Linked DNA regions of Mus musculus: region 1 is linked to region 2. The links are chromatin contacts, called in public promoter capture Hi-C maps. All regions are on one chromosome and are shown on one strand. Each heading gives the region's core, a stretch centred on a gene start, on an enhancer-like site or on the middle of the called end of the contact. The rest is flanking DNA. Distances are from core to core; before and after follow the strand shown. Region 1 holds the start of D230025D16Rik (RIKEN cDNA D230025D16 gene). Region 2 holds the start of Ces2h (carboxylesterase 2H).

Region 1 (2,700 bases), core at 36-2,535, 220 kb after region 2:
TTTGTTTTTCGAGACAGGGTTTCTCTGTATAGCCCTGGCTGTCCTGAGCTCACTTTGTAGACCAGGCTGGCCTAACCTTGAACTTCTTTACTGCCTCACTCCCAACTGCTGGGATTCCAAGCAGGCACAAATCAGCACACCCAGCCTCTAAACATAGCTAGCTACACACGTCAGCGTTTCTGCAGCCACTTTCCCACTGGACAGACAGCCCAGTGACCCAGTTGTTTTGGCGTGCAGCAATGCTTCTCAAAGACGTTCTACTATTTTTATTTTATTTTGTTTAATCCCATAGCACTGACTTGAAATTTTGTGACGTATCCACTGTTAGGCTTCTTTATAGCCAGTTTGAGTATTTAGTCTGTCACTTAGTTCCCTGCTAAATACTACCCTTAGGAAACATAATGGGAATCGAGCTTTGCTGCCTAGGATCAAGGAAGCTTGGGTAAAGTCTTTACCCTCCTTGTGCCTCATTTATTCGTCTATAAAATGAGACTGAGGGTGTGAGGTCTTGTCATCAAAAGAGGCCTCAGCTGCCTTTTAATTTTAGGGTGCCCTAGAGCAAGCAAGCCGAAAATTCTGGCTGAATAACTAGAGGAGCCCCTCTTCTACTCACTGGAAACGGAGGCACAGAACACTTAAGAGCTTTAGTCACTACCATAAAGCATTGGCAAGCAGCAATGGTGACTCCAGGCGGAGCTGCAGGAGGCAGCCTCTGTGCTTAGAAAGTATTCCCTAGGTTGAGCATTTCTGGAAATGAGACCTGGCCCGGAACTCTTCAGCCTTCTAACTCAAATCCTCTCGCTCTAACCCTTGCCAACGGACTCATACATCCTCGACTCTGAGGTGGACCCTGCTCAGAGACCACTGGGTCCAAGGAGAGTAGGTTTCTGAACAATTTAGGCAGTGGCAGCCAGCGTCAGTACGTGACAAGCTTGATAATGGTCCGCGGGGCCGTGAGTCTCTGGGACTGGGTCCTTCCTGTCCGTTTTGTTCCTAGTGCAGATTAGTGGGACAAGTGTGCAGACGGAAGACTTTATTTTTGTGTGACATGTTTCCCGCCTTGTGCCTTTTCTTGCGTAGGCATATATGGTGCGCTGTGCAGTTTCAGGACCTCTGGAATGTGGCCCCTAAGTTCTAAAGCAGCTGCTCTTCCCTCCAGCTCTACCCGCGCGGGTCTGGCCTCTGATCCAGAGTTTGCGCGTGCGCGACTCCGCCTCAAGCCCCGCCTTCATGATTTAGCCCCGCCTTTGCCACGCTTTACGGCCCGGCACGCCACTTTTGCTGCAGTTGCTCTGGGCGCTGCTGTTGCTACAGCCTCTCCTGCCGGGGCTGCTGCCCGGGAGGTTGAAGGGAGGTGAAGTGTGTTGTTGTGTTCGTGCTGCCGTCGCCGCCCGGAACCGAGTGGAGAGCCGGACGTCCGCGGGCTGGCGAGAGCGACCAGTCAGCAGCTGCGTGCTCTCCTCAGGCCGGGTCCTGTCTGCGCTGCCGCAGGGAGGCCGCCCGGCCCAGCGAACCGACCCAATGCTGGACCTGGAGGTGGTGCCTGAACGCTCTCTGGGGAACGAGCAATGGGAATTCACTCTGGGTGAGTGTGGGGTCTTTTGGGATCCTGTTGGCTGGCCCTTAATTCTCCCTAGTCCCTTCCGCTTCTGGTTCCTGCCCCAGATGCCCCTGCGCCCGCGGTTCTTCGCCTTTTCTCACCCTTTAGTCTTTCGGCTCCGGGCTTTAGAATCCCGCTCCTCCCGTCTGTCATAGGATCAGCGATGTCTCAGCAGGGTCCTTCTTTGGACCTCTATGATAGTAATAGCCAGTACACACCAAATACTTAGTGGAGTGGGAAGGTCCTGCTCTTTTGAATTTATCTCTAATACAACTCCCTGAAGTCTGAATATCGATAGTATTATGCCCATTTTGCTGACTCTAATAGTTAAGAACTAGGTAGCACACCTAATCAACACTCTGGTCTCTGATCTGTCTCTCTCTGGTTTTAGGGGAGTGGGGGAAACCTAAGCTCATGCCTCACAATCAGATGGGGGTGGTGGGGGAATGAGCTTGCTTTTCTAAAAGGAACTCTCGACTTGTTTTCTTCTCTTTTGAAATGTACTCTTAACGTGTGGTGTCGCAATACCAGATACCAGAGTTAAAAGTTGAAATTGAGTGAAGTGGAAATTACACATTGGCTTGGTAGACAAATCAGTTAGGTCACTTGGGGAGAGTTGGCCTTCGTATGTGAACAAGAGTATTTGCATTTAGTGACTCCAGTGTGTTTACTTAGTGGCAGCACTAAGCGAAGGGGCTGGGAAAAGGTGTTCCTGCTGCTTGTTTGTGTGGGCCTCAACCTCTGTCTCTCTACTGGGAGCTCTTGGACTGAGTCAGCTGCTCCATTTGTTTATGGCTTATCCTTGAATGTAGACGACTCTGTCTATAGAGACAGCATATTGGAATTACCTAGCTGGGTAGATTGCTGGGGCTTGGTGGCTGCCTGCCTCTTTCTTGCCCATTATAAAAGCCAGTTTCATCAAGGGCTCTTGGTTCTCAGAACTTAGACTGCCTGTTCCTGTAGACTTCTCAAAATTTAATCTGCTATGAACATGTTCCATTCAACCTCATATGAGGCATCAAGAGCGTGGTTGAAAAGCAAATGATGTTTGACTTCTGATTAACATTTTTTTCTCCCCTGGACAACTCCTACCTAGTCTG
Region 2 (2,700 bases), core at 75-2,574:
TTCCTAGGCCTGGGAACGTGAACTGGTTTAAACCTGCCAGCAAGATGGAGAAGTTGTCATTGAGATGGCTGTACTTAGACAACTGTTTTCAACAGAAGCCGTTGAGCTATAGGGAAGTCCCCAGCTCCCCTAAGGCCTGGGACCTTGAATTTAACTTTTCCCTAAGATTAAATAATCTGAAAACAAAATGGTAGTTTCTTTTGAACAAAATATTCATATAGCTAGGGGAATAGTTTGACCGCTGGATTCTTTACGAGGTAGGGCCTAGCTAGAAGAATTACTAGGGGTGGGCATGCACTGATATTCGATTGCAGATATTCACCTGGACTTTCATTTATTATTTATTTATTTGTTTATTATTGTTGCTTTTACTGTTATTGTTGTTACTATGATTTTGCTTGTTTGGATTTTGTCTGTTGACACTCAGCCTTCCTGTGTAACTATGATTTAACCAAACTCAGGATTCACCTGCCTCCACTTCCCAAGTTCTGGGACTATTCACACTAGTCAACATTGCCTTTAGACTCCTTTTTTTTATTTATTATTTTATTTTATTTTATTTTATTTCTCTCTCTGTGTCTCTCTGTCTCTGTCTCTCTCTGTCTCTCTGTCTCTCTCTGTCTCTGTCTCTGTCTCTCTCTCTCTCTCCCTCTCTCTCTCTCTCTCTGTGTGTGTGTGTGTGTGTGTGTGTGTGTGTGCATGCATGCACACATACAGAAATGTCCCTGAGACCAAGGAAGAGTCCATGCAGATTTTCACACCATGACTATGGGGATTAAGGGACCAGGGCAGGAGAAACAAGTAAATCATGAATCCAGAAACGAACGAGAAGTTTTCAGGATTGAAGGAACCGTCGTAGCTGCCTTGTATTTGCCCTCCCAGCTCCCTTCGCCCCACAATAGGTGTGGCCATTCTCTAATGTGGGTCACTATGGTGTGTCTCTTCAGAGAAGCCCTTCGATTTCTCTAGCATCAGCTTTCTGCTCTGTCTTCTCATCCCTGACACCTTCCTTCCACCTGTGACTGTCATGTCCTTACACTTAGTGGTTGCAAGTTGCAGGTGCAGGTCCCTGTGTTTAAGGGGCTGTAGACGCCACATAGCACCTTCAGAGGAGGTCAAAAGAAACACAGGAAGTGTGGAGGTGTCTATAATCCCTGTCTGCTGATTTTGGCTTTCACAAGCCCAGTCTGCTCAGAGTCGTTCTCCTGCAGTACCCACCCTGCCAGGCCCCACCCAGAGCCCTGCCCACACTCTGCAGGGTCCAAACTCCAGCTCCAATCCTCAGTTGCCTTCTGGTAAAGCCTGACCTGCCCTACAGAAGTTCAGAAACACGCCTGTGTACCAACCATGAGACTGGAACAAATTCATGCTCGGCTAACCACCGCGACCTGTGGGCTCCTGCTTCTCCTCCGGGTCCAGGGTGAGGCTCTCAGGGGAGTGAAGGGAATTATGTCAGAGCTGCCAAACTGTGAAGAGACTAAGGGAGAGTAAGGGAGGAAATGGCCAAGGATGGGCAAGGAAATGGCAAGGCTGAAATGGTGAAGCCCATTGCTTACTTGTGTGATACTCTGCAAGTGTCAAGGTGGGCCGCCTAAAGCTAAAAGCATAGTGGCTACCTGAAGATGCTCGCCTTCAAGGATGGAACTGAAAAGGAGGGGGTTTTGAGGAGTGGCAGATTAACAAGGCCAGACAGACTCAAGATGACGAGTCAGGACATTCCCTATTGTTATTAGACGCGTTCTCACGACCGGCCAGGAAGAACACCACAGACCAGAATCTTCTGCGGCAAAGCTTTATTCTTACATCTTCAGGAGCCAGAGTGTAAGCAGCAAGAGAGCAAGAAGCAAGAGAGAGCGAAGCAAGAGAGAGAAGCAAGAGAGAGAGAAAACGAAACCCCGTCCCTTTTTAAGGAGAATTCTCCTTCGCCTCGGACGTGTCACTCCTTGATTGGCTGCAGCCCATCGGCCGAGTTGACGTCACGGGGAAGGCAGAGCACAAGTAGTCATAAGATACCCTTGGCACATGCGCAGATTATTTGTTTACCACTTAGAACACAGCTGTCAGCGCCATCTTGTAACGGCGAATGTGGGCGCGGCTCCCAACATCTCCCCCTTTTTCTTTTAATAAGAGCAAATAGGCCACCCATATTAATGAGAGTGGAGATAGAGGTCAAATCCCCAGTGTGTAGGTAAAGGAGCCATGTACAGGATTAGCTCTTAGGCTCACAGGCTTTTACCCAGAGCAACCCTGACCTGCTCCCGTGTCGTTTTGCCTGGGGGAAGGGAACTAGGACACTGAACCTTCATGAAAGATGACATGTCTCCCTAGAATAGGCTCATATATGCCGCAGAGCCTTTCCATTGCAGTGCTTAGCCTTGCAACTCTCTCGGGCTGCTGAAGCACACTCACTCTATCCCGTGCAATGAGTCTAGCCTCATGGGATATAAGAGCTGAGTGGCCAGCGACCTATTGCCTAAGCATAGATATATCATATATCAGGGGGAGCTCCATGTTCTAGTCCTGCAAGCGCCTGGGCAATAACCACCTTGTCTCTCCTAGTTTAGGCCTTAAGCTTACAGACCAATCAAAGAAGCAACACTAATCCACAGCAAAGTGTATCTCCAAATAATATTAATCCCACCCATTTTTTAAAGAAAGAAAATGCTGAGGAGATCCAATTGGGTAATCCTTTGGTCAGGG

The links. Capture Hi-C pulls out chosen DNA fragments and counts their contacts.
Region 1: a contact with region 2 is called in a promoter capture Hi-C map of liver. The contact joins the promoter of D230025D16Rik here to the promoter of Ces2h in region 2. A contact is called at or near these places in 5 of 39 promoter capture datasets (3T3-L1-derived adipocytes, fetal liver, hippocampal neurons and 1 more), 1 of 484 Hi-C or Micro-C datasets (liver) and 1 of 9 other capture datasets (liver).

What each region holds. Positions count from the first base shown.
Region 1 is chr8:105,223,902-105,226,601 of GRCm38.p6, forward strand. It overlaps D230025D16Rik (RIKEN cDNA D230025D16 gene), which reads left to right and starts at 1,286. Exons shown (of 16, transcript NM_145604.3): 1 at 1,286-1,585. The coding sequence starts at 1,522.
Region 2 is chr8:104,999,506-105,002,205 of GRCm38.p6, forward strand. It overlaps Ces2h (carboxylesterase 2H), which reads left to right and starts at 1,325. Exons shown (of 12, transcript NM_001272045.2): 1 at 1,325-1,420. The coding sequence starts at 1,348.